Linked DNA regions of Mus musculus: regions 1, 2, 3, 4, 5 and 7 are each linked to region 6. The links are chromatin contacts, called in public Hi-C, HiChIP or PLAC-seq and promoter capture Hi-C maps. All regions are on one chromosome and are shown on one strand. The core of a region is the stretch at or near the end of the contact, and the rest is flanking DNA. Distances in the headings are between cores, read along the strand shown.

Region 1 (3,821 bases), core at 1,110-3,609, 670 kb after region 6:
TGCAGTGGAAAGCACACGTGGAAGTGGTGGTAAGTCCTATGCAGATGGTCACCTCACTACACATGCAGGGAAAACTGGGCAAATGGTACTGGGTGGAATAAGAAAGCAGTTGGAGCAGGCCATGAGGAACAAGCCAGTAAGCAGTGTTTCTTCATGGTGTCCACTTAAGTCCCTGCTTCCAGGTTGACATCTGGACTTTACTCAGTGATAGAGTTAACCTGAGAGCTGTAAAATGAAACCCTTCCCTCCACAAGTTGCTTTTATCACAGCCATAGAAACTCTAAGACACATCACTATCCCCTACTTCATTATTATTATTATTGTTATTTTATTTTTTATTTTTTTAAGTCTAGAGCTAGGGTTTCACACTGTTGCTCAGGTTATCCTTGAATTTGTGATCTTGTGATACAAGTCTCATAAATAACTGGGCTTACAGCTCTGTGCCACCAGGTTCAACCTATTTAGTAACTTTAAAGTATGATATACATGCTCAGGCTTAATAAAGCTCAGAATGAGAATTAGTTAGAAGGGTCAAGAATAAATCTATACACCAGGCACCACACTCTAGGGCAGGCTCCATGCAGTAGATGAACAACTCAAAATGAACTCAATGATATATATATATATATATATATATATATATATATATTTTTTTTTTTTTTAAATAACCTTGATTTGGGGGGAGGGGCGGGGGGAATGAATCTGTATTAGCTTACTCTAGTACAGCGTTTCTCAATCTGTGAGTCCTGTCCCTTTTACAGGGGTTACCGAAGACCATTGAAAAACACAGATATTTATATAATGATTCATAACAGTAGCAAAATTACAGTTATGAAGTAGCAACAAAAATAATTTTATGGCTGGGGGTCACCACAATGTGAAGAACTGAATTAAAGGGTCCCAGCATTAGGAAGGTGAGAATTACTGCTCTCGAGGAGCAGAACTGATGAATATTTACTAAGAGGGGATTTATTAAATTGGTTTACTCAGTATTGTCTGGGCTGATCAACAGCGGCAGCTGTCCCCAAGGATGCATCTCTGCAGTCCCAAGCCGGTGCTGGGTTCCTAGAGAGCTGTTGGTCTTCAATCTGAGTTGGCAGCTGGAACACTATGATTCTAATGTCATTAAAGGAAATCCTTAGTGGCAGGTACAGGATAGAGACTTATCAGCAAGCCAAGGCAAACAGGCCAAAAGCCATCTTCCGTTTCCGTTTGGTACGGGTTGCCACCTGAGCGCACTGCCGCAGTAGATTTTCGCACTTCAAATAAACTGATCAAGAAAATCCCTCTGCTCAGGGGTTTCTATGAGGTAAGACCCTGAGTGGACCAGGAAAGCAAGCCATAGCCCCTGGGCTTTGCGGTAGAGCCTGCACCTCTCCTGGAGGCTAAAGAAGGAGCAGAGAGAAAGAAGCATGAGAAGCAAGGTTTACAGTCTCCTACCCAGAGGGTATGGAACATCTAGCTGGACTGGCCGGATGAAGGACCAGACTTCTCTAGGAATGAATACCAGTCCAGTACGAAGTTAAAATATTCTCAAATAAATTGTAATTGACTTGGCCCTGTTGTGCCAGGTGACGAAGCAAAAAAAAAAAAAAAAAAGAAAAAAGAAAATCCCTCACAGGAGTGTCAAGCTGTTTCCCTTCTCCTTGACTCCAGATCCAACCAAGTTGACCACCCAGATCACAAAATCCACATTTCCTCCTCCGGAAGCTTGGAATCTTCACTTTTTCACACAGTGTAAATATGTTCATACTTGCATCTGATTATTATTTGAGAGGAGAGAAGGGCAAATCTTGGTTCCTACAGCTGGAAGCTCGCAATTTGTGGGAGGAATCAAAGGAGGCACCCCAGCTGTGACGATAAAACAGCAGGAGGGACCTGTGGACAGAACTGACCTCTAAATACCGGAGTCCGGACACATCACTGAAATTGAACCTGTTTGTAAAATGGAAGCCTACCTTGCTAACTGTTCCACGAATGGGCGATAACTGCACAATCCAGTAAACACCTTCAAGAGCCACTTCAAGAGGAAGCTAAGCTTCTTCTGGAAGAATTGGCACGGTGGCAGAGGCTGCAGCTCTTGTCCCGTGAGACAGTCTAGGACTGACCCTATCCGCAGAGGGGCACCGGATCTCCTCCAGCCCGGGAGCGAGTATGGAGGTTACCCGCCTCCACCCAGAGCTGGGGTCTTCTGCACTTGATTTAGGTGAGGCGGATGCATCTCAAGGCTCAGTGCACAGACGGGTCCCGGAACTCAGCAAACGCGTGAAGACCGCGACGCAGGCGCAGTCTGCATCACGTGCGCATGGCTCGTTCCGCCCCGCCCACTAGAAGGCGGGGCCACGAGGCCTGGGCCCCGCCCCGATGCGTCCGGCTCCTCCCCGGGCCCTCCCTCCAGCTCTCCTGGGCCCGCGGGGAGCCGGGAGCCGGCCCGCTGAGCGGCGCTAAGGGTGGCGGGGCACTGTAGGCAGGGGCGGGCCCGGGGGCGGAGGCCAGGCAGCGGTTGCTACGGGGACTGGGCGGGGACGCGGCCCCGAGGACGGAAGTGAGAAAGTTGCCGGCGTCCCGGGGAGAGTTGGCCTAGCTGTGCGCGCACCGCGGCGATGGGAGGTTCGGGCAGTCGCCTGTCTAAGGAGCTGCTGGCCGAGTACCAGGTGCGCGGGGCGCCAGTTCTCGCGGAGCTCGCGTGCGAGCCCGCGCAGGGGAGTGGGGTTCGGGGAACAGGTGGCGGGGCGGCCGTGGCTTTCGGGCGGCTTGCAGACCCTTGTCTGGATTTGCCTTTCAGGACCTGACGTTCCTGACCAAGCAGGAGATCCTCCTGTGAGTGCTGCCCTGACCCCGGTCCTCCAACTCGGGATTGCCAGGGGAGGGCTTTGCGGGTACTTTTCTCGCGGGATACGGATTGGACGTCTCACCTCCGAGGGTGGGGCTGTGCTTCTGGGATGTCAGGATCACTGGATCTGGAGTCGGAGGCTCAGAGTGCAAGTCCCACCCGCTCCAGAGCCTCACCTTTGCACCACGCAAACACTTCTGTGTATCCAGGAAAAGTTGAACTGTTTGAGCTCCTCTAGCCTCCTCACTGCCGAGCTTCCTGCTCGCTTCTAAAAGGAACTGCTGTGACTCTTTGCGGACTTTGCCCTCTGGCAAAACCAAGAGGTCTTGTACGTGGCTCGCTCCAATCCCAACTTTACCTGTTTAATTCAGTAACCGTTAACGTTTACTGAACCCTTACTCTGCCCAGTAGCTCCTGAGTGATCCACACATTACTTCAGGAGGAGGTTACAGATCAAGGAATCAGGTTCAGAGAGTTCTGAGAACTTGACTATAAAGCACACTATAAGTGATTTGCTGGCCAGAGCGCTTGAGTTAGGTTCCTAGCCCCACAATGAAATTCTACTGGGAAAGAGGTGGTGGCTGAGAGGAGTCTCTGGAGTGGAGGTAACATGTGTTTTTGTTACTGTAATGTTAGAGTCCAGGTACTTGGCCCACACAGGCAGTCCTAACCAGCTAGGCTGTGCTACCTGTCCTCAGTAGGCCAAGGAAAGGGACAATATTGAAAAGCAGAGAAACGAAATGTATCCAATGTGGCCATACTGGGAAAAAAAAAAAGCTAAGAATGGACATGACCGCTCCTCCCCCCATCTTTAAGTCAATCTTCATGTCCAGCTGATGTGAGGTTTATATTTAAATAAAGGGCAAGGGTATGTAAAATTAAGCAGCAGTCCTGGGCAAGATGGAGTCTCTCCTTCATTGTCTCAGCTCTAGTCTCATGAAAGGTGATCTTCTGACAAGTTACCAGAGCCGTCTGTGTAAAATCTCTT
Region 2 (3,929 bases), core at 562-3,061, 790 kb after region 6:
GTTTAAAAAGTGACCTTGCCAGCTGCACAGTGGTGGCCCTTGCCTTTAATCTCAGCACTGGGGAGGCAGAATTAGATAGATCTCTGAGTTTGAGGCCAGCCTGATCTATATACCAAGTTCCAGGATAACCAGGATTCTACAGAGAAGAAACCCTGTCTCAGAGCGACAAGAAGCAGAAGAGGAAGAAAAGGAAGAAGAAAGTGACCTTGTCTCAACTGGTTCTAACTGATGCTGCACTTAGAAGGTTTGCCTGGGATGGTTCTAGAAACATGAAGACTTCTGCCTTGGTCCGCCCGCAGACACTGAGGCTGGGTAGTGACTTGGCAGAACTCTGAGACGGAGTCTGCTATGTAGAAGCCCCTTGTGCTTCAGCAGCAATCACAGAGGCAGTGCAGGTAGCTGACCTTCATCCATACTCTAACTGGTCTAGAAAGATGCATAGGAAGTCTGTTCTCCGACCTTGCACGTGTGGATCCTGGAGTCCAGGGGTCTGGTATTTCCAGGATGGCATGAAAGCCCAAGTCAACAACCTCTGTGGTCTTTACCGGTGTTTACACAAGAGAACTGGGAATCTCGTAGAAGGGCTCTCAGACTGTTCTGGAACATGCTGCCCCAGGCCAGACTTTCCTATTCCTTTCCTCAGTCCCTGGAGGGACCCAGATGTCTCTCCTTTGCATATACTCTCTGTACTGGATCCCAGAACCAAATCTGTGACTCGGATGGATTGAGACTCCAGGAGGGAAGCTTTGATGTTGGCAGTTCAAGGCCACTTTCCTGGCATAGCTCCACCTGACAACACTGTGAAGCTGGGTTGGGAAGCTGGGAGCACAGGGCAGAAAGGTTGCTCTCATCTGGAGTGAGTTGGTGTGACTGGGAGAGCTGGGGTGGATTTGTGATATTTGATACACAAAACCCAGACTTCAGTGACCCCTACTTCAAGAAAATGAACAGTGATGGATTTAGCTTGTATGTTTCTGTTTGTTTCCCCACGCAAACAGGTAAACTAGGAGCTGTTGGGCTGGGTTGTGGATGGACCTTTGCCTAGGATATAGGAGACATGGGCTTTCCTTCAGGGCTACATAACTACTAGCATAGAATATAATTAACTTGGGCAGTGGTTGTACTATTGAAGGATGAACATACCTCAAACCTTTACACACAAATGTCACAGAAGTCTCCTGGCAGGCACTCTTATGTCCAGAAGAGACAGAGTCGGCCATGATGAAGGACTTTGGGGCTAGGAGTTTGGCCTAGTCAGGAGCAGAAGGAGGATTTCCAGCCGCCCCCCCCCCCGCCCCGCCCCGCAGCGTCTCATATAGCCCAGGCTGGTCTAGAACTTGGTATGTAGCCTAACTTCTCATCCTCTTGCCTCCACCGTACTTGGCATTTCAACTCTCGATCCTGGTTAGTCCACCCAACTGGACGCTACCTGGGGGAGACCCAAGTTGCCATGGTCTAGGTTCAAGACGGCAAAGCTTGTCATTGTCTTGATGAAAGCGCCTCAGGTCCGTCGGTCAGCTAAACGCAAAGGACGCAGGGGACTAAGGCGACGTGTCTGCAGCTGACATTCTAACGGAAGCGGGGAGTCTTGCAGCCGTGAGCCCCCGCGGCCCGATGGGTCTCCCCGGTACCTGATGCTTTGAGGATATATGGAGGCTCCCAGAAAGCGCGGGCTCAGCACTGGGGCCGCCTGAGCTCTGGAACAGGCCCAAGGGTGTCGAGCAGGCTCCTGCCCTGGCGTGGACCCGCCTTCTCCCGGGTGAGACCCAATGGGGCGGCAGGTTCTGCAGCTCCGCCCCGGTTGGGTCCCAGCCACCAGGGCCAGCCTAGAGTCCCCACCGCACAGCCCGGTGCAGCGGCGTGCTCGGACCTCGCGTGCTCGGGATGGCCGGCTACCTGCGGGCTGTGAGCTCGCTCTGCAGAGCCTCGGGCTCAGCGCGGACCTGGGCACCGGCAGCACTGACTGTCCCCAGCTGGCCGGAGCAGCCGCGGCGCCACTGTGAGTGTCGCACCGGGGGGCGGGCTCGCGTGCAGCGCTGCGACGTGGCGACGTCCCGGGAGGGGGACCCTGGAGTGCCACTCGCGACACGCCGGCGGTCGGGGAACAGCGGCGTGCGGGTTACAAAGGGCCGGGAGGTGGCCTTACACCGAGCTCCCGCGCCCCGCGCGCCTGGGCCGCTGCAGGCGCAGGGGTGGGGACCCAGGGGATAGTGGCAGCTGGTGGCCTGGGGCGGGATTGCTGGGTCCTATCAGGGCTGGGGTTCTCCAGGTATTCCGGGGGAGCATTTCCAGAGGTACCTGGACCCAGGGTGGGGTATCATGACTGCCTTGGGCCTTTGGAGGGGACAAGCGACCAAGAGGGGCTGGAGCGGCCTGCTGCAGCCCTAGGCAGAGGAGGGTCACCTCGCGCTCCCGGCTCAGACAAAGGCGAGGAGGAGAGGCCTCCACTTCCCCTTCTCTCCAATCCCTGCGTACTCTGGTCCCTCCTCTCCAACAGGCCCACGTCAGCTATTTTTGGAACCTTTACTCGACAGCTGGAGGAATGTCCTTCCATTTTTCCCGCTTTTGTTTCTCTGCCACTCCCCCACCCTTCGCTGCGCAGGACGCTCAGTCTGGGCCCTCTCCTGGCCCCTTGCTGGGCCAACCACGAGCTGCTGCATGTGAGTGGGTCCTGCCTGGCATACAAGCTGTGGAGACCTGGCACTGCACGCATATTGTCATTTTTCTGCAGTCAGTCGTTCCCATGAGATCTCTGCGTTGCCTTCAGCTTACTTCTTAGACGTGAAGGCGCAACTCCGGACAAAATAATCAGGGTTTTAGAGTCTCCATTACTAACAGATTGCCCAACCTGGCATGTGGGCATCTTTCATACCCTTGCTACTCAGCGCCTTGCTACAAAAGGCACGGAACAATGTAGAGCACTTGGTGGCCTCTTTTGATGCCTGTTGCCACGGAAATTCTATCCTGACCTGGCTCAAAACCCCTTGGGGTTAGCCAGAGGAATGAGGAAGAGGGGGTGGGTTTGGCTATGGGGTTTGTTCTGGCTAGAGTGGTAATCGTTAACTCACCGTGGGAGCAGCTGACCGAAGCTGGGGGCCAGGAGGAGGGAGAGGGCGGGGCCCTTGACACTCCCCTTTGCCAAGGAGAAAGGGACATACATGTTTTTGTGTTCTTGGGATCTGCCTCTAACCTCTGAAGCCCCATCAAGTGCCTCAGGCCTTCAAGACCCACATATGGCAGCTTTGCAGCAAAATATGGTAGAAGTTAAAGGCACTCAGTGGTTTTCCTCTTTTTCATCTTTTCTCTCTTTTGAGGAGTCTGGTAAAATGGTAATACCAAAACTAACTAACTAACTAACTAACTAACTAACTAACTAACTAACAAAACTACCTTAAGAAACTGCACTAACAAGAAAATAAGGCTACTTTGGGATCCTGAATTTGGATACTCATTTTGTTTATTTATTTTGGTTTTTTGAGGCCAGGGTCTCCATTTTGTCCTGGCTGTCCTGGAACTCGCTGTGCAGACCAGACTGGTCCAAGCTCCGAGATCCACTTGTTTCTGCCTCCCAAGTGCTCGGATTAAAGGCATGAGCCACACACCCCCACCCCTAATCTGGATACACATTTTAAAAAGCAGCCAGTGGAAGGTCCTTTCTGAAGGTCTCCAAGTGGGGAGGTGATTAAAACCAAACCAACCAACCAACCAACAACATCCAATGTCTTTGCTGTCCCTTGGTTCCCACTTGCAACTTCCAGCAGCCGCTTGCTGGCCCCTCTAGGACCTTGGGAAGAGATTCGGCCTCTCCAGAGGACAGAGCATTTACTTAGACTCCCTTTATTCTACTCCTGGTTAGAAACTTTGTCATTTCCTCACCTTAACTTTTTAGATAGATACTTAAAGACTCGTTTATTTTTATTTAACTTGTA
Region 3 (3,716 bases), core at 294-2,793, 860 kb after region 6:
CCAGGTGTGGCAGTTCCAGCATTTGGGAGGCTATGACAGAAAGATCTCACAAGTTCAAAGTCAGCCCGGGCTACACTGCAAGACCCTGTCTCAACAAAAACAAAAACACAAAACAAAACAACAAATTCCAGGCAACTTCACAAGCTCCTGTTTGTAAGTCCAACATCACTTGTGGACTAGGGACAGAGACCATGATATTCACCTTTGTATCAGAGTTGGGCCAATGAAAGTTACATGGTAAAAACTTGGTGATTAAATGAAGATATGAAAAGGGGGAATTTTTAAAAGAGCAGAGGAACCCCTGACTTCACAGCGCTGGGATCTACAGGAAACAATGACGGCATTGAGCATAGACACTAAAAGAGCTGCCTGTGCCTGGGTCACTGGCTTGTGAAGCTAACTAAGGCTTGGGAGGCTGCGGATAAGGAGGCAAGACTAGGAAGCATTATCTGTCCAGCCCCTGAGTCCTGTGACACGTCTGTGGGTCCTTTCCTTCCCTCTGAGCCCAGGTCTACATGGTCTTTTAGGTCAGTGCCTGCACGGGGTGAAAGCGGCCTGTATTTCCATGTGTAACAGTCTCAGACTACAAAGGCCTGTGCTGAGATCACATTGATTCTGTCTCAAGCCACCCACAGCAGAGACCCTCACCCTTCGCCCCATGGCTCCCTGCAGTGCTAAGGGTGGGCAGGAACACTTCTCCGAGGATGCCCAAGTGGCCTAGTGCTTGTACCTTTGGTGGGTCCAACACCATTAAAAGTGGTTGGTCCATTTCCTCCCAAATCTTAGCTGGCAGGTTCCATCTAAGGTTGCAGAAGGGGATCTATCATGTCCTATTACAAATCGGGGAGGGTCACTGTGGGTTCGGGATGCGACATTCGGAAGAGAGAGAGGACGGAGTAGATAAGGGATCTTATCCACCAGCAAGATAACAGGGATAGAGTGACAAAGGAGCTGGGAGCGTGGCTGGCGATGGGAGAAAAGAAGAGCATATTAAAATTTAAACAAAGCCCACCCCAGGGGAAACAACCAGGCTCCCTCTCCTAACCTGCGCCTCTCTTTTCTAGCTTCAGGTTCATATAAACTGAAACGACGCCCTTCTCTTGGGGCTACGGTTTGTGCTTTTGTTTTTTGTTATCCATTCGGGCAGTGGCAGCTGGCAGATTGGCTCTCTTGGGGGGGGAGGCAGTTTGGGCCTCCTCAAGCCTATGGTCTTTCCAGGCAGGCTTAAAAGAAGACAGAACGCAGCAGGCTAGGGCCCAGGGCCTCAGCTTGACAGAGGGTGCAGAAGGTAAGGAGAGTTTTTCTGACATGTGGACATGGCCAAACACAGGCCTCCATGCCAACAACAAAAGAGTCTAAGAAGAAAGATGTTAGGAAGGGAAGGTGCCCAAAAGCTCCCACCAACTATCAGGACAAACGGGCCATGCAGAGCAGGGAAGGAAAAGGAGGAAGAGCCATTCAGGAAAAGGAACAGGAAGGCCCAGTTTAGCCTGCACGAAAGCTACTTCCTCAAGAAAGTCCGACGAACTTCCTTCTCTTCTCTTACCCGTGAGTGTGTGTGGGGCCCAAGTTTGGGCAGAAGCCTACACAGGATATATCATCAGCTCCTTCCACTCCAGAGACCCAGTAAGGCCAGCCTCAGCATCTTCCTAGAGTTAGGACAGGATGTTTGTTTTAGGTTATCGCCCTAGCAAAGAGACAGGCCCGTTTCCTGAGAGTCTCCCTTCAGCCCTAAGCCCTAGGAAAAGGTTTCCCAGGGAACCACAGAACTGACTATTGCCTGAGGTTAGAAAGAGCAATGCAGGGGCCCAGACCTGGAGCACAGGGTGCAAAATAGAGGCATAAAGATAGAACTTTCTTCCCTTAAGCTAACAGAGGCCAAGGAATCCATGCTATGTATGTGGAAAGGACTTGGAAAGAGAAGTTTTTTTGTTTGTTTTTGGGGTTTGTTGTTTTTTTTCGAGACAGGGTTTCTCTGTATAGCCCTGGCTGTCCTGGAGCTCACTTTGTAGACCAGGCTGGCCTCGAACTCAGAAATCTGCCTGCTTCTGCCTCCCAAGTACTGAGATTAAAGGCATGCGCCACCTCGCCCGGCTGAAAGAGAAGTTTTTAAAACCTATAATCCACCGGGCATGGTGGTGCACGCCTTTAATCCCAGCACTTGGGAGGCAGAGGCAGGTGCATTTCTGAGTTCGAGGCCAGCCTGGTCTACAGAGTGAGTTCCAGGACAGCCAGGGCTACATAGAGAAACCCTGTCTCGAAAAACCAAAAAAAAAAAAAAAACCAACAATGTATAATCCCCCAAAACCCAAAAATAAACATACAACAGTGTTAAGACAAAAAGTTGGTGTTCAGTGAAGAGGAACCAAAATGCTATGGGTGTTTCTGCAAGGCGATTTTAACAACCGAACTTGGTCCTTGAGGGGAATATGGAAATGAAAGCTTATAATCCCTGGCACTCGGGAAGCTGAGGCAGGAGTGTTGCCAAGAGTTTGAAGCCAGCTAGGCTACAGAGAGTTCCGGACTAGTCTGGACTACAAGGAGGGACTCTGTCTCCAAAAACCACCCAAACACTGCCACCCAAACCCAGAAAACAGTCTAACTGCAGAAGACTAAATCGAAGTCCTGGGGCTGGGGGATGCCTTATTGGTAAACTGCTTGTTGTGCAGATATTTAGGTTTGAGTTTGATTCCCAGCAGCACCTGGCAGGCATGGGGGAGGTGGGGGGAGACAGACAGGCGGGTGGGCAGAGACAGGGCATCCCCAGGGCTTGGCCAATCGAGCTAATTGGTGAGCTCCAGGTTGAAGGAGAGACCTTATCTCAAAAACTATGGTAGACATCGATCAAGGATGACGCCCGATGCCCACCACTGACTAAAATGCCATCGACTGGCCCGGAAGGACGCTCTAAATCCTTTGCAGTGGCTCTAAGGAGAATGTTTAGCCCAGAGAGTATTTTTAATTAAAAAACTCATTTAACATTTGTTAATTAAGTAACAAGATGGTACAAACAGTACAATTTCATATTTTGAATTAAAATCTTGCTGAAGGGGTGTATATATACTCTCCCTTTAAAATATTTAATAATTATAGATCTTTTCTGGCCCATTTATTATACTAATGTTCTGCAATAAACTTCTTTGTAATAAGAAAGATGGCCATGCTGGGTAGTGGGTGTGTCTTTAATCCCAGCACTCAGGAGGCAGGGCAGGTGGATATCTGAGTTCCAAGGACAGCCTGGCCTACAGAGTGAGTTGCAGGACAGCCAGGACTGCACAGAGAAACCCTGTCTCAAAAAACAAAGCAAAACAAACAAACAAACAAACAAAGCCTACATTTGAGTCCTTTCAAGGACTAAGACTGTTCCAGACAAAAGAATTTAGAAGTCTCCAGAAGGCCCCAGTCAGTGCAGCCAGGGTGAATCTCCAATACAGAGCCACACAATCCTCCAATCTCTTTTCTTTCTTTCTTTTTTTATTTTTTGTTTGTTTGTTTTTCAAGCCTTAGCTGTCCTGGAACTCACCCTGTAGACCAGGCTAGCCTCAACAATCCTCCAATTTCTGAAGACAAATTCTGAGGACACGGCCCCTCTGCAGGCCCTCGTGATGAGCGCAGAAGTAGTGGGGCTGAGGAGCTGAGTGGGGAGAAAGCAAAGCCCATGTCTCCTGTCCTTTGTTTGAAGAGAGGGAGACTGACTGGGCCCACAGCTAGGTTTA
Region 4 (3,725 bases), core at 1,177-3,676, 880 kb after region 6:
AATAAAATTACAAAAAAGCAAATGTGATTTTTAAAAATAAATTTAACAAAATTGTATCACTTTACCGAGTTGACACCAGTTTGATCCAGTAATATGTTATAAATATCTTGTCCTGTCTGTAAACACTGTAGAGTGACATTCATAACAAATCACACTATCTCATGGTATCTTTGTATATATACAAATTATTGGGATATGCACAGATTTTCAATGTTACGAAACCCCTATGTAGCGGGCACAGTGGGGGTGCAAGTCTTTAATCCCAGCACTAGGGAAGCAGAGATAGGCAGATCTCTATGAGGTCCAGCCTGGTCTACAGAGTTAGTTCCAGGACAAAAGAAACCCTGTCTTGAAAAACAAAACAACAACAAAGAAAACTACTATGATAAACTTTTTTTTTTTTTGCTATTGTTTCTGTTTTAAATAGCTACAATTAGCCTTGATTTTAGTTTTGGAATTGGTTGATTTGTTTTGTTGGGATGCAAGCATACCATGGTCTTCTACAGTGTAGGCCCCTTGGATGGAACTCTAGGCATCAGGCTTGGCTGCAGTCGCTCTTATCTGCTGAGTGTCATCAGCTCTAGTGTCTTTTGAAACAAGATTTTTACTATGTGTCTTGGGCTGGCCTTGAACTCATTATACAACCCAGGCTGGCTGGGACTCTCAAGCTCCTCTCGCCTCTAATGGAATAATAAGCATAGTCCTGACCAGATGCAGTCGTTTTTGTGCCTGGCTTACACAGCACTTTATCATAGCTAAGCCAGAATTTGCAGCTAAGGTTTCTGGTTGGGTTTTCTGTATGTGGCCTGGTTCAGAGGAGCAGGGTCCCTCAGTATCTTCTCTGTCTTTGTCTCTGTCTCTCTTTCTCTCAGATGGGTCTCATGTAACCCAGGCTGGTCTCACATTTGCTGTATAGCTAAGGATAACCTTGAAATCTGAATCTCCCTGCCTGGGCCTCCCCCTCTGAAGTCCTTCCGGGATCACAACTAGCTTCCCACTATCTTTCTTACCTGTTGCCTCCCTGGGAGAACCTGTCTGGGCAGATGCCCCGCCTCAGTAACATCTCAGTAACTAAAGTAATTAATGTTCATTTCTTGGCTTTGCTAGAAAGAATGAAATTTAGCAGCTAGTGACAGAACATACCAGACACTGTATCTTGTAAATTGTGAAAGCCCATTGGTGCCAGGTGATCCCAGTGAGGGCCAAGCCCAGATGTTACTGTGTAGCTAACACCCTGATTTACTGTAAGCAGAAGAGAATCTTCCAGATTGACACTAGAAAGCGATCAGCTGTTTCTATTACAAGTAACACATATAGGCCTCTTTCCAGCATTTCAGGACCCCAGAGTGGTCTCTCCTAGGTAAAACTGGAAGATAGGTGTGTTTTAAGATTCATGAATCAAAAAAAGGTTTATGAATCCTCAATTTCCTGAGGGAGGAGCGGTTATCTTTCAGGCCTTGAGTTTGAGGGGTCCTATAAGCCAGGAAAAGAGATGGAGTGTACCCTTCCCCTATGCCCCGACTACACTAACATCTATTAGAGTGACTGACGCTATGGGGAGATTAACTGGTGCTTAGTAAGACCTGTGTCTCTTGCCAGACATGGTGGCACACACACCTTTGATCCCAGCACTGAAGAGGCAGAGGCAGACAAATGTCAGAGTTCGAGGCCAGCCTGGTCTACACAGTCTCAAAAGAACAACAAAACAAACAAACAAACAAACAAAAACAAAAGGACCAGTGTCTTCCATAGGATAAGCCAGTGGAACCTTTTTTAAATCTATCAGCAGTATTTAATTGTAATATCTAATATTCCATGTTTTCTTAGCTTTTGGTTTTTCCAGCCAGGTGTTTCTCTGTGTAGCCCTGGCTACCCTGGAACTCACTCTGTAGTCCCAGCTTGAACACAGAGATCCACCTGCCTCTGCTGCCTGAGTTCTAGGATTAAAGTGGTGGGATTAACTACCTTTCTCATGCTTTGAAATTTGGTTTTTAAAATCAAATCTCCCAACTAGCATCCAGCCATGGAAAGGGGGAAGACTCCAGGGGAGATGACGTGGACGCTGCAGGAACCACAAGCTGGGGTGGCGTGCCTGACCATATACACTGCCTAAGACATCTGGAGAAAAAGTGTGATGTGGTACACCTGTAATCCCACCCCCGTAAGAATCAGAGAGGAGCCGGGCATAGTGGCGCACGCCTTTAATCCCAGCACTCGGGAGGCAAAGGCAGGTGGATTTCTGAGTTCGAGGCCAGCCTGGTCTACAAAGTGAGTTCCAGGACAGCCAGGGCTATACAGAGAAACCCTGTCTCGAAAAACCAAAAAAAAAAAAAAAAAAAAAAAAAAAAAAAAAGAATCAGAGAAGAGAATTAGTTCAAGGTCAGCTGTAGCTACATCATAAATTTGGGGCCTGCCTGCGCTACAAGAGTCTCTGTTTCCCTTCTCCTTTCTCCCAGAAAAGAAGAAAAAAGAAAACTAACAAAGTCAGATGTCTGTAATTCCAGTACTTGGGAATGGGAGGCCAGAGAATCAGGAGCCCAAGGTCACCCTCGGGTACAGAGTGAGTGTGAAGCTAGCTATCGGGAGCTAACTTCACACCCCACCCTACCCCACCCCCACCCCAGAAAAAAAAAAGAGGAAGAAACATTTGCCACAGAAAAGTTTCATAATGGTAATAAACAGGCAACGGCCAGCTTCCTTAAACAAATGAGTAATGTATAAATAAGACCATGATTATATTAATTATTATGGGAGGGTAAAGTTGATGCAAAACTTGGTCAGATTCAGGGAAGTTTGGCCTGAAGCGATGGCTCAGTGCTGAAGATCAATATCGGGTTTTTCTATATAGGGTTTCTCTCCGTAACCTTGGCTGTCCTGAAGCTTGCTCTGTAAACAAGTTGAACTCCCAGAGATCTATCAGCCTCTGCCCCTGGAGTGCTGGGGTTAAAAGTGTGCACCACCATGCCCAGCTTAAAACTATATTTTAAAAAGGAAAGTTTAATAGTTTCTACCTCTTGATTTTTTTTTTTGTAAGTCTAGTTCTAGAATTTTTATTTTATTTTTTCATAACACTGGAATTGAACCTTGGACCCTGCACAGGCTGGGCAAGAACTCTATCGCTATACTAGATCTTCAACTCTCTCTTCAGTTTAGTTAAAAAAGAAATTATGTGTGAACCTGTATGTCTGTGTACCATGTGTGTACAGTGCCCAAGAAGGCTAGAAGGAGGTACAGACTCCCCTAGGTTTAGAGCTAGAAGTGGCTGTGAGCCTGGGAATTGAACCAGGGTCCTCTGGAAGAGCAGCCAGTGCCCCTAACTGCTGAGACATCTCTTCAGCACTTTCTTCTTAGATTTTGTTGGCTTTTTGTTTGTTTGTTTGTTTGTTTGTTTGTTTGTTTTGAGACAGGGTTTCTCTGTGTAGCTCTGGCTGTCCTGGAACTCACTTTGTAGGCCAGGTTGGCCTCGAACTCAGAAATCCGCCTGCCTCTGCCTCCCAAGTGCTGGGATTAAAGGCGTCCCACCACCGTTTTGTCTGCTGTGTCTGAGTGAGTGGGTACCACATGTACAAATGTCTTTGGAGGCTATAAGAGGACCTCAGATCTTCTGGAGGTACAGGCGGTTGTGAGCGGCCCAACATGGGTGCTGGGAGCTGAATCTGGTCCTCTGGAAGAGCAAGCATTCTTTTTTTTTTTTTTTTTTTTTTGGTTTTTTGAGACAGGGTTTC
Region 5 (3,603 bases), core at 895-3,394, 710 kb after region 6:
ACACAAGCTTTGTCAAAAATCAATTTTTGCTAACTACAACATTTCCTTCATCCGCTCTGCACCCTAGTTTAGAGCAGTGCCTGATCTATGGCTTACCTGCTCAATTAGCATTTATTCAGAGCCTGAATCTGGGGATCAGTAGCTCCTAACGTGGCAGTGGCAGGAGATTGGTCTGCTCTTGTGTCTTGGCAACAAAGGGCTTGTCTGACGGCTGTGCTCATCCCTCAGGAGAGGAGGCAGGGGCTGATGCAGCCTCTCATGGTTCTTAATTATATCCTGCTCATGTGCTTTGAAAGTATATCTTATGCCAACTGGGCAGCAAGCCCCTTAGAGAGAAGAGCGCCGGGTCTTCTGTCTTCTGACCCCCTCCCCCATGCCTAGCAAGGCACCCAGTAAGAACCACACAGCACTATCTACGTAAAGGTCCCGACTTGGCCTGGGGACACACTCTCCAATTCCTGTGCATGGCAGCCTTGCTCCTGTCGGGCTCCACTGTCTTCTGTACGTGTGCTAATGTGGTTTCCTCATGTGCTCTCTCAGACTGGAAAGAACAGAAGGGTGACTGACAAAGAACTGCCTTTGAATTGACTTCCTTTAGGCAAAAGAGTGGTCCCAAGCCAACGATGTGTCTCCTGTTCCCCTCTGCCACGCTTGGATGTAGGCAAGTGTTTTTCTGCCAGATGTCAGTGTTTACAAAGAACTGGGGGGCGGAGGGGGGTAGCTTGGAAAGAGTACCAAAAAACAGAACAAGAAAAAAGTACTACTCTCTCCATGCCCAGCCTACAAGACAAAGTCATCCATAAATTGCTAAGTCAATTGCTAAGTCCGCCCTCTGTCCACCTGCACTCATAGGCCTTCTTCCTTCCTCCCATCCTGTCTGTCTGTCTGTCTATGCCTCCCCCCACAATCTACACACACACAAACACACACACACTTTTTTCACTAGTGCAGGATGAGAAATATAATGTTCATAAGAATATATTATAAAGAAGCCCAGATAAGTTTGGAAGTGGTGGCGCACACCTTTAATGCCAGCACTTGGGAGGCAGAGGCAGGTGGATTTCTGAGTTGGAGTCCAGTCTGGTCTACAGAGAGAGATCCAAGACAGCCAGAGCTACACAGAGAAACCCTGTCTGGAAAAACCAAGAGGAGAAGGAGGAGGAGGAGGTGTAGCATCAGGCACCCAGACAAACTTGCTGTGTGGTGAGAGATGTCAGAGTCCAGTGGGCACATGCCTCCTAGGCAAATATAGAAACTTTAGAGATGACAGATTCTATATCTTGATGTAGTGTTGGATTTTCAAGTGTTTGCAAATGTACTGAGCTTTTTTTTTAAGATTTATTTATTTATTTATTTATATGTGTGTACACTGTAGCTATCTTCAGACACTCCAGAAGAGGGCATCAGATTTTTGTTACAGATGGTTGTGACCCACCATGTGGTTGCTGGGATTTGAACTCAGGACCTTCGGAAGAGCAGTTGGCGCTCTTAACCGCTGAGCCATCTCACCAGGCCCCTGTACTGAGCTTTATGATCTTAAGATCTATGCATTTTGCTTTATTTAAGCTCTTTGGTTTTTGATAGTCTCACTTACATAGGCCAAGGTGGCCTAAAACTTGCTATATAACCCACACTGGCCTTGTACTCTAGATCTTCTGCCTCCGCCTTCTCAGTGCTGGGAATGTAGGGTGTGCCACTGTGTCCCGCTAGAAGCTTGTATTTTATACCTGTTAGCATGGGAGGTAAAAAACGAGGGAGTAGGGGAGCAGACCAGGACTGAAGAACCAAGTGGAAGAAACACACACTGACAGAACAGTAGTAGAAAGCCTCAAGAGAAGAAAGAGGAAATTATGGCAAGAAAGACTGAAACCAGAAAAAGAGCGAACACATCTGCCTGAGCCTCCCCTCTCGCTGCCTCACAGCCAGCCTATCACAGTCCACACTCGCCCCTCAGCCTCTGCCCAGGTGCACGCAGTAAGATGTCCTTGGGCATGCAGGAAACCTGCCAAAGGGCTCTTGCCAGGTCTGCCCCCTCTGACTCCCACCCAGGGGAGCTAGGCGCTGGACTCCCACAGTTACTCTGGAGTTGTAGCTTTGTTTGTGGCCATGCGGGGGAGGAGCCTCCTGCCAAGCCCAGTGGAGCTTGAACCCAAAGGTCCCGCCCACCCTTCCTTGGGCAACATTCAGGCTCCTCCCACCCCTTCCCCCACCACCGCGTACAGACTGGCAGGCTGCCTAGCAAGGTCTCTCAGATGTGAACTGGCTGTGGCCCAGCTGTCTAGGCCCTGGCCCCCTGCCACCATCCCCTCGTAGCCCCGAGCCCTCTTCTTATGCCAACCTGCAGCTGCGGTTCCCCACCCTGCCCCGGTTAGGCACGAGGCTATGTCTCCTCCCCAGGGGCCAGGCAGCAACTTGGGCTGCAGCAGCAGTACATTTACATGAGGAAGTCACAGCAGCAGACACAGTCCGTGTGTGCTTTTAAATCTTCCAATGATTGCCAGGCCTGAGAGCTGGGCACTTCCTTGGGAAAGGCAGCACCCTCTGCAGTAGAGGGCACCCATCCAGGGTCAGAATCAACACTGTCTTCAGCTCTCTCAGAAAGCTTTCCATGGGGTCTGACAACTGCCCCATTTCTTCCCAAACCAGCTTCTCCCTACAGGCCCTTTGCTGTGCTCCCCACTCCCTACCCAGAATATGTGCCCCGTAAAAAGGTAGAATTCAGTGGCGGAGCATACAATAGAGAAGAATGCATCACTACCCATTATATACGGGTCCTAAGTGGACCATAGTTAGCTGCTTCTCCTGTGATAGTAATACTATATATAGTCCTTTATGACATGGTTAGGGAACATGACAAGATAGCACCTATAAAGACAGCACACTGTGCAGAGTGAACGCCCCATGTCCCAGGCTGGTATAGACTCTCCATCTGAAAGGAACCCCATGGCCTTGACATCTTAGAAGCCCTTGGAGAAGCAAGCCCCTTCCTAGTCCTCCCTCAGGTTCAGCTGCCTCCTGCATACGTGGTGCTGAGGCTGCAACTCTCCTGAAGAGAAGGAACCAGCCCGCCCAGCCCAAGCCCTGGGCGTGCCTACTGTGGCAAGCAGCCCACCACACAGCGCCGCCCCCACTGGGCCTGTTAGGACCTGAGCTGGCCACTCCCTGGGAGGGGATCCCCCCACTCTACAGGGCTGTGGTGCAACCAGCAGGGCTCAGCCTGTCCCTGCCCAGACAGGGTGAAACATGAAATTGCCACTGTCACTCCTGTGCTCCCTACAGGAGTTCAGGAGGTGCTGTCTGTGACTATAGGCCTGCCCAGTCAGGGGGACAGGGGTGACCCCTGAAACTGACAGATCGCTCTCAGATAGCTGCAGCTACTCAGGCGGGAAGGCGGGATCCTAGGCCAGGTGGGGATGGGGTCAGAAGGTTAAGGACCTAGCAGAGGCTCAGCCTCCAGTCCAGCTTAGGAAACCATGTTCTCAACTCAAGATCTCAAGTCAAAGAGCCAGACACAGGCTCATGCTTGTGGTCCTTGAGGGGCTGAGGCAGGAGGATACCTGTAAATCCCAAGGCCAGCCTAGGTCACAGATTGAGTTCCAGGCC
Region 6 (4,147 bases), core at 125-2,624:
CCCTGACTCCTCAGGTCTTCCAGGGAGAAAGGTTCTCACTGAGAGGCTCAGCTGAGAGCCTGCAGCTGCCCTCCTGGGTACACTCAGCATTTCCCTGATTTGTGGACTCCAGAGTCAAGTCTTCCCTTCTTGCCTTCAGTACAGGAGGCTGCTGGAGCCACTACTGCAGAAGTGATGCCAATAATGGAACAAACCGGATGCTGGGCTTAGAATGTGTCCATCCAGGGAAGCTGACAATGGAACCCTAGCAGTGGCCTCCTCTGGATGTAAATCCTAAGCTCAAATGTGTTAATCTGTTACTGTGATTTCTGGTTGGGTCACCAGGAATGTTAATGATGCAGACACAAAGTCTTTCCTGCTGTATTTCTTGCTTCCCTGGTGAAGTGGTGAATAAAAATACTGCTCTTTACACAGAATGTCTGGGCCTCTCCTTCCACCCACATTTGAGGAAAGAGGGAAGGGTTCTGGAGGGTGGCATGTTCAGAGAGCTAGGGTGGTCTTAGAAAAGCCCCATCACCCCCCACCATGGCACCAGCCAGCCAGCTCTCAGCAGTCAGGTGTTGTGTTGGCTGCACTGATCCAGCCACGAGTGAGTTCTGCTACCAAAAGCTTCTTCCCCTGCAGTGGGGGGCTACCTACACTATGCTGCACTCGCCCCACCTTTGATCCCCATGGCAAACTTTAGTGCACTACCTGGTGCATACGGGAGAGAGCCACACTAGAATCCAGCCCTGCTGTGTTCTTTTTCTTCTCCGAATGTAGGGTCCTCCATACATGTTGCCAAAGTTATCGAATAAAAATTAAGTTGGAATGTCAGATACTTTGTTGATCGTGTCCTGTGTAACAGTAGACTGGCCTCGAACTCTCTATGCAGCAGATGATGACCTAAAACTTCTGATCAGTCATGCGCCACCGCGCTGGGTTTTTTGTCTATTTTTACGGGGTACTGAAAAGCTAACTCCGTGCATGCCGGGCAAGCACTCTAGCAGCTGAGCTACATCCCCAGTTAAACAAGATTCCTTTCATTTTAAAAAATAAAAAAGTCCTTAAGTATCCTTTACGGACAATACACGCAAACTTAAATTAACTGTTCACTTGAAGTGCCAATTAAGTCTGTATTGTACCTGCTTTGGGACACTGACAGCTCTTTGGCTGCACATTCTTGATCCTAAATATACATTAGGGGTATATTTGATGTCTCCGATCCTGCTTGTAGCTGACATCGATGGATCTGGTTTTTTTGCGTCGTTTTCACCCGGACTCTGCACACAGAACAGAAGAAACATCAACAGGGCTTCGCGCAGCGCTGAGCGCTTCCGCCCCAGCCAGCGGAAGACCACGCCCTCTCCTCGCGAGAGCGCGCGCCTGCCCAGGAAGTCTGGCTGGCGGAAGTGGAGCGACGGAAGCCACAGTTGCTATGGAGCTCGCTGAGGACTGGCTCGTGGAGTCTTTGCGATTGTAAATTGGCCCGTGGGCGGGTCTGATGGGCAATGGGAGAGGGCGCGTGCGGTTGTGGGCTCGTGGGCAGTGCCCAGGCACGGACCGATGGAGGTCCTGACCCCCGGCCTCTAGCTCTGGGACTCTGGGTCCTTTGTAAGCAAGTAATGTGACCAGATCCGCGCATGTGAGGGCTGATAAGGCACACATGGCCGGTTACCCTGGGCCGGATTCTAGGTTAACTTGAACACAGGTTTCTCCTGATTGTTCACCTCAACTTGGGGAAATCAACTTTATGGGAGTTCCGCAGGTGAGGAACCAAGGCTTGGTTCCTTATGGCCAGCCCGGTCTCATACACCAGGGAGGAAAATGCAGAAGAAAAGATTCAGCCCCATGTTTACCTAACTCCAGAGCCTGGTTCCACCAGTCCTTCAGCGATCTCCCAGTTCTTGGTTAGCTGTGCGTCGCGTGATTTTTGTAACCCTATCCTGCAGGTACCAAGACTTCCATGCATTTGACCTCTCAGGAGCCACTCGAGTCCTTGAGTGGATTGGTGAAAAAGGTAATATATCTTGCCTGCTACTAAACGAGATGCGTTTCTGCCTCATGGGCTGAATTTTAAAGTCTGAGCCGCTAGGGAGACCCATTCAACTTCCATCCCCTGACACAAGGCTACTCAGAGAATGGGGAAGGTATTGGGAGAATTTATAAATCCAGCCACGATCCACGATATTTCTAACTCTTTGTCATAGTTACTGTTTTATTTCAGGAGTCTTTGTTGCTGGTTATGAAAGTTTGAAAAAAAATGAGATTCTTCATTTGATACTACCTCTCAGGCTCTCTGTACAGGAAAACCAGGTAACTTAAATAGAGAAGCTGATTATCTGTGTCAATTTATTATGCATTTCTGGAGTGCCTGTTACTCTGCCTGACAAGTACCTGGGGCTGCCACAGAAGGAGGGGGGGGGGGCGGGCGGCGGCGTGTGCAAACCTTTAATCCAGGCACTTGGGAGGCAGAGGCAGGTGAATCTCTGTGAGTTTGGGGCCAGCTTGGTCTACAGAACGAGTTCCAGGACATCCAAGGTTACACAGAGAAACCCTGTCTCAAAAAAAAAGAAAAACAAAACCAAAGTCTAGAACAAGGCCCCTGTGCATGGGGATGAATGCCAAGGACAAGCAGGTGGTCGCAGGAGAGCTGCTACAGGCAAAGAGCAGTCTTACTTTATCAGAAATAGACGTGGGCTGGAGAGATGGTTCGGGGGCTCAGAGCACTCTGCGCTTCCAGAGGATCTGCGTTTGACTCCTGGCACCCACATTGCAGTTCACAACTTGCTGTAACTCCTTTCCAGGGCATCCAGCATTTGCAGGCAGGCAAAACATCCGCATACATAAAATAAATTTTAAAAATGTAGAGCCTTGAGAAGTAGTCAGTGGTGCAGTGCTCACAGAGCATCTTAGTCCCTCACAGACAAGAGATGAGGGAGCCATGTGGATGAGTAAGGTCGCCTGGGATGAGGGAGCAGGATCTGAGGCGGCAGGGCAGAGCCTTGGGGAGCACATTTAAATGATGCGGAGAAAGAATAGTCTTTGAAATAGGGGGAGAGAATGTGTGAGTGTAGCTAGTGGCTGCTCCTAGCCAGCCAGGGTTACACAGAACTTGTCTCAAAAAAAATAAAAAAAAAAAAAAGAAGAAAGAGAGAGAGAGGAAGGAAGACAGACAGACAGATGTGCCAGGCAGTGGTGGCGCACGCCTTTAATCCCAGCACTTGGGAGGCAGAGGCAGGCGGATTTCTGAGTTCGAGGCCAGCCTGGTCTAGAGAGTGAGTTCCAGGATAGCCAAGGCTACAGAGAAACCCTGTCTCAAAAAACCAAAAAAAAGAAAGAAAAAAAAAAGAAAGAAAACAGATGTTCTTAATAGAGTGAACACTTGTTACATGGTTGTTTTGTCTTTATTGCTAGAAAGACCCACCTTGCTTGTAGTGGGAGGGTGAGTGGGTTGGTGGTAGTAATCTTTGCATTCTTGGGTTAAGCTGTTTGTCTTCTGTGTCTTCCTCTAGGAAGGTGTAAACTGTTTTTGCCCCATAATCCAAGGGCTAGGACAGACTAGAAAAAGGCTTGGGGATAGGCAGGAGGGAAAAAAGAAGCTGACCACGTACGTAGATATTTACACGAGTAGATGAGCCCTGCCGAGGTCCAGCCGAGTGACTTTGATGCCTCCTTCCCTAGTGCTCATCTGGAAAGCAGGTGCTGAGCAGGGCGTGGTGGTGCATGCACACCCTTAATCCCAACGCCTTTTTTTAAAAAAGATTTATTTATTTATTATATGTAAGTACACTGTAGCTGTCTTCAGACACTCCAGAAGAAGAGGCCATCAGATCTCATTACCGTCGGTTGTGAGTCGCCATATGGGTGCTGGAATTTGAACTCAGGACCTTCAGAAGAGCAGTCAGTGCTCTTAACCGCTGAGCCATCTCTCCACCCCCAATCTCAGCACTCTATTTTGAGGCCGACCTGGTCTACAGAGCAAGTTCCAGGACAGCCAGGGCTATACAGAGACCCTGCCTAGATAAGCCAAAAATGAAAAGTCTGATTGCCCCACCCCTCCGATTTTTAGGGTTTACACCCAGAGAGGGACTTCAAAGTACGCCATGGAGGATTTTCAGACAGATCTGTCTTTGACCTAAAGCATGTGCCAGATACCAGGTATGGC
Region 7 (3,608 bases), core at 879-3,378, 860 kb before region 6:
AGGTGTATTTAACATCATGCTAAAAACTTAAAACCACATCTTCCCCGATATCCTCAAGTCATTTTTCCTTTCTAATCACACTTTCAAGGACGCTTTGGATGGGCTACTTAACTGGAAGATAGCTTCTTCATTGTCCTGTCTTTCCTCAAAATAGGTAAAGCATTTATAACAGTACTGCCCTTATTCCAACCAAATTCAACTACAATTGCTCATTAAGTTCAAGAAACAGTACTTGGACATTTTACCTTTCAGGCTACTACTTAACTTCTACCTTATTTATTACACCTCCTTGTGCCTGGTATTGGCAAACTAGTATTAAATACCAAAAACCAAATGAGTTTAGAATAAATCCAACTAGGTTGAGGGTAGTGACACATGCCTTTCATCCCAGCACTTGGGAGGAAGAGTCAGGTGGATTTCTGTGAGTCTGAGGCTAGGCTGGTCTATAGAGTATGTTCCAGGACAGCCAGAGCGATGTAGAGAGACACTGTCTCAAAATAAGACAAGGAAAACTCCCAACTAATTAAAAGTGTCCACAATTCCAAACTACCCACAGAAGCCACTAGAAGAATGCCCCATTCCCAATTAAGACAGACATTCACAAGGCAAGGAAAAGGCACAATTTATTCTATTTTCCCCATACCCTACCACATAGGTATCTTCATACTTATTCATGAGAATGGAATTGAAACAAAACCTTAATGCAAGCTTTACTTAACCCAAGGATTTGAGACAACTATATTGTTTAATGTTTAGGTTGATTAAATATGGGCTGAGGCCAACACTACCAAAAGACAAGAGAATGTGGAAGAGGGAAAAGTCAAGAGGCCTTAACAAAGAACTACAGGCAACCAAGGAATGCGGAGAGCAAGAGAAATAGTCTTCTCAAGGGAAGAGCACACCAACTGGTTCTCTAATGCCATATTTGATTAGCCCCGAAAACACACGCATAAGTAACAATATATGAACTGAGCAGGTTGTATATATCTACATATTACTAAAGAGACTATGAATTTGAAAGAGCTGAGGGGATAAAGGGAGGGTCTAAAGGGAGGAAAGGGAAAAATGTTATTATGATGTAAAAATATACAATACATATGTATAATAATCACATAAAGCACAATTACATAATATATAAAATATAATTATATAATAAACATATAAAAGAAATAATAGAATAAATAATATTAAGAAAATACGGCTGGGGGGAAGGGGGTCTTGGAAGAAACCTCAAAAGATGAGGGAAGTGTCAGAGAGATAGCTCAGTGGTCGAGAGCGCTCACTACCCTTCCGATGGACCACAGATCAGATCGCAGCACCCACGCTGCTCTCAGCTGCCTGTAATATAGCTCCAGGGGAACAGACGCCCTCTTCCGGCCTCTGCGGGCGCCAGCACACGCAACCCGCAGACAGACAGACACACAACCCGCAGACAGACAATTCTTCCCCACCCCGCAAAGGCGTGCGTGGGCAGAGGAGCTGTGCACACACACGTCTCGATCTGAGTGGGCAGGATTAGAGACCCAAGGATCTCAGTCCTAGCAGCCTACGAGGAAACTCGAGCTTCCACGGAGGAACTCGGAGAGGCGACGACCCTCGTCGCCTCGGTCGTCACCAGCTACAAGCTAGGTCAGGCACGGGCAACCAGGGGCCGCGCGCTCTCTGTCGCTGCGGCCGACAGCCTTCCTGGCACTTGGATCCCACCAACCTCCTCACCACATAGAGAACCGCACAGAGCTTTGCCTGCGGTCGGCCGACCCTGGCTCGGCTGCTCTCCAGAGCGGAGCCCCGAGCACGGAGCAGGATGACTGACTAACCACTGCGCATCCCAGCCCGCCAGCCGACGCGCGGCTGACGACGGCCGGGACAAAGCGGCTCCTTCCAGAACTGCCGTCAGGAGCCGAGCTGCGGAGAAAGAGGCTCCGAGGGGCAGCGACCTCCGGCCTCTCGCACTTTCCGGCCCCAGGCCCCCATCACCTCCGCCGCCCCGGGTGGGAGATTCATCCGCCATGTGCGGTACTCACCCTTCATGGGACGCACTGGAGACCTCGGGCGTCCACACCGCCGCACCCCACCCGGCTCTCCAAGGTAAACAAACGCTCAGGAATCCCTCAACCACCCGACTTCCGCTTCCGGAGCGTGTAAGGCGGAGTCTCGTGCCAAGTCTCTCGAGATCTAGAAATCCTCGCTTCCCCCTCCCCCCCCGCCACGCCCCTCACATTCGAACCTTGGCGCGGCCCTAGGGAAGCTCCGCAGGGTCGAGCAAAGTGGCGATGGTGGGCAGTGCGGTCATTCGCAGCCAGTGCCTGGTGACCGTCGGGGAGAGGATATCGTCATGTATAAAATCCCTCGAACTGGCAGTGCCTGGTGCACTGGTACGGGAAGTCTGAGAGTAGGACTAGGAGGGAAGGCTGCTTGTCAATGGAGACCCCAAAGCCGGAGCCCGGGCGGCGGGGCGGAGGAGCAGACGAGACTGCTCTGCTTGGGCGATGCCCACCCGGTTCTTAGCCGGCCTGGGCAGTAAGGCTCCTGCGCACCGTTGTCTATGTGTGTTTGCAGAGACGAACCCACGCCTCCACTGCCCGTATTCCGCTCGCTCCCGAAGTCTCCGCTCTTCTCGGTTGTTTGCAAGTGTGGCAATGCCAGCTGTTGACTAGCCACTTTTCTCAGATTGCTCCCCGGACCTTGCCCTCCTCTTGGGAATACGATCAGCCTGGAAAGTTTAGTGTCAAAATGGGATACCTTAGGGCTGGAGAGGATAAGAACACTTACTGCTCTTCTTGGAGCCCTGAGTTCAATCCCCAGCAACCACATGGTGGCTCACAGCCATCTGTAATGGGATCTGATGCCCTCTTCTGGTGTGTCTGGAAACAACTATAGTGTACTCATAAATAAAATAAAGCTAAAAAAAGAATACCTTTTCTTTCCACGCCCTGGTCAGATGTCTCGTTCTGTTATTTGGTCCTTGTGACTCTGGTTTTCATCCATTCCCATCCCCACTGACTCCTCATCCAAGTTCTCTCTACACTCCCTGAACAGAGCACCGATGCCCTTCTTCCTAAGTCACTGCCCCTCACCAGCATATCACCAGACAACTGCCGTAGTTATAGTCATATTCAAGCACAACTGGGATGCAAGATATTCAATAACTCCTTGCTGCCAAGGCCAACAATCTTAATTTGGATTCAAAATTCTATTTTCTGATATTTCTCTTTCATTCCCTCACAGTAAAGCAGACCAAATGCAGTAGTTCACGAATACTCATTATGTTTTTATAGCTTGCCAGTGTTCCCTTATGCTTAGAATATTGCCACTCCCCTACACACACACACCCCACCACCTCACCACCACCACGACCTCCAGATGTTGACATTGATATTACATCCATTCTCTAAGACTTTACAGGGAATGAGTTTTACTTCTGCTGGGTTCCACAGTACCTTCAGAACTTTATGTGTTAATACCATTTTCTACCTGTTTATACACACCTTTAATTTGTACATCACACTAGTATATAACACCGTACATAACTCAGTACTAGTATATAACTCGGTACCTACTTGTGGGATGAACAGTGGAACTATGTTCTAAACTATCCACGCCATAGT

The links. Promoter capture Hi-C pulls out the DNA fragments that hold promoters and counts their contacts. Hi-C and Micro-C count contacts between places; a contact is called where the count stands out from the background. HiChIP or PLAC-seq counts read pairs in DNA pulled down with a chosen protein or histone mark.
Region 1: a promoter capture Hi-C map of pre-B cells shows a contact between it and region 6, with 4 times the contacts expected there. The contact joins the promoter of Cib1 here to the promoter of Wdr73 in region 6. A contact is called at or near these places in 2 of 39 promoter capture datasets (liver and pre-B cells), 2 of 115 datasets of contacts at active chromatin or transcription factors (double positive thymocytes and memory CD8 T cells) and 3 of 9 other capture datasets (adipose tissue, liver and macrophages).
Region 2: a contact with region 6 is called in a promoter capture Hi-C map of neutrophils, with 6 times the contacts expected there. The contact joins the promoter of Idh2 here to the promoter of Wdr73 in region 6. A contact is called at or near these places in 6 of 39 promoter capture datasets (fetal liver, hematopoietic stem and progenitor cells, liver and 2 more), 1 of 115 datasets of contacts at active chromatin or transcription factors (memory CD8 T cells) and 2 of 9 other capture datasets (adipose tissue and liver).
Region 3: a contact with region 6 is called in a promoter capture Hi-C map of pre-B cells, with 3 times the contacts expected there. The contact joins the enhancer-like site here to the promoter of Wdr73 in region 6. A contact is called at or near these places in 6 of 39 promoter capture datasets (the C10 cell line, hematopoietic stem and progenitor cells, liver and 2 more) and 2 of 9 other capture datasets (adipose tissue and liver).
Region 4: a contact with region 6 is called in a Hi-C map of B cells, with 8 read pairs. The contact joins the enhancer-like site here to the promoter of Wdr73 in region 6. A contact is called at or near these places in 1 of 39 promoter capture datasets (liver) and 1 of 484 Hi-C or Micro-C datasets (B cells).
Region 5: a promoter capture Hi-C map of liver shows a contact between it and region 6, with 4 times the contacts expected there. The contact joins the enhancer-like site here to the promoter of Wdr73 in region 6. A contact is called at or near these places in 4 of 39 promoter capture datasets (liver, neutrophils and pre-B cells), 1 of 115 datasets of contacts at active chromatin or transcription factors (bone marrow-derived macrophages) and 2 of 9 other capture datasets (adipose tissue and liver).
Region 7: a contact with region 6 is called in a FOXA1 HiChIP or PLAC-seq map of pancreatic cancer cells. The contact joins the promoter of Ramac here to the promoter of Wdr73 in region 6. A contact is called at or near these places in 4 of 39 promoter capture datasets (the 3T3-L1 cell line, 3T3-L1-derived adipocytes, cranial neural crest and 1 more) and 1 of 115 datasets of contacts at active chromatin or transcription factors (pancreatic cancer cells).

Annotation. Positions count from the first base shown.
Region 1 is chr7:80,231,343-80,235,163 of GRCm38.p6, reverse strand. It overlaps Cib1 (calcium and integrin binding 1 (calmyrin)), which reads left to right and starts at 2,359. Exons shown (of 7, transcript NM_011870.5): 1 at 2,359-2,654; 2 at 2,786-2,820. The coding sequence starts at 2,604. Gdpgp1 (GDP-D-glucose phosphorylase 1) reads right to left here and starts at 2,271. Exons shown (of 2, transcript NM_178752.3): 1 at 1,959-2,271.
Region 2 is chr7:80,113,232-80,117,160 of GRCm38.p6, reverse strand. It overlaps Idh2 (isocitrate dehydrogenase 2 (NADP+), mitochondrial), which reads left to right and starts at 1,811. Exons shown (of 11, transcript NM_173011.2): 1 at 1,811-1,999. The coding sequence starts at 1,885.
Region 3 is chr7:80,042,253-80,045,968 of GRCm38.p6, reverse strand. The region is part of intron 1 of Zfp710 (zinc finger protein 710); the gene reads right to left. Among named protein-coding and RNA genes, the nearest start is that of Gm51449, 12 kb to the left of the region's middle. Within about 2 kb of position 1,543, at least 66 of the 459 cell types and tissues checked have an H3K27ac peak or open chromatin away from gene starts, as enhancers often do. A contact at or near this core is called in adipose tissue, hematopoietic stem and progenitor cells and pre-B cells, where this site is marked.
Region 4 is chr7:80,017,667-80,021,391 of GRCm38.p6, reverse strand. No RefSeq gene overlaps it. Among named protein-coding and RNA genes, the nearest start is that of Zfp710, 6.7 kb to the left of the region's middle. Within about 2 kb of position 2,426, at least 60 of the 459 cell types and tissues checked have an H3K27ac peak or open chromatin away from gene starts, as enhancers often do. A contact at or near this core is called in B cells and liver, where this site is marked.
Region 5 is chr7:80,191,177-80,194,779 of GRCm38.p6, reverse strand. It overlaps a transcript of Sema4b not described here. Among named protein-coding and RNA genes, the nearest start is that of Sema4b, 5.6 kb to the left of the region's middle. Within about 2 kb of position 2,144, at least 356 of the 459 cell types and tissues checked have an H3K27ac peak or open chromatin away from gene starts, as enhancers often do. A contact at or near this core is called in adipose tissue, bone marrow-derived macrophages, liver and 2 more, where this site is marked.
Region 6 is chr7:80,898,496-80,902,642 of GRCm38.p6, reverse strand. Wdr73 (WD repeat domain 73) reads left to right here and starts at 1,374. Exons shown (of 8, transcript NM_028026.2): 1 at 1,374-1,458; 2 at 1,932-1,999; 3 at 2,207-2,295; 4 at 4,052-4,140. The coding sequence starts at 1,418. It overlaps Nmb (neuromedin B), which reads left to right. Exons shown (of 3, transcript NM_026523.4): 3 at 140-416. The coding sequence ends at 175.
Region 7 is chr7:81,761,473-81,765,080 of GRCm38.p6, reverse strand. Ramac (RNA guanine-7 methyltransferase activating subunit) reads right to left here and starts at 2,128. Exons shown (of 3, transcript NM_025997.2): 1 at 2,025-2,128.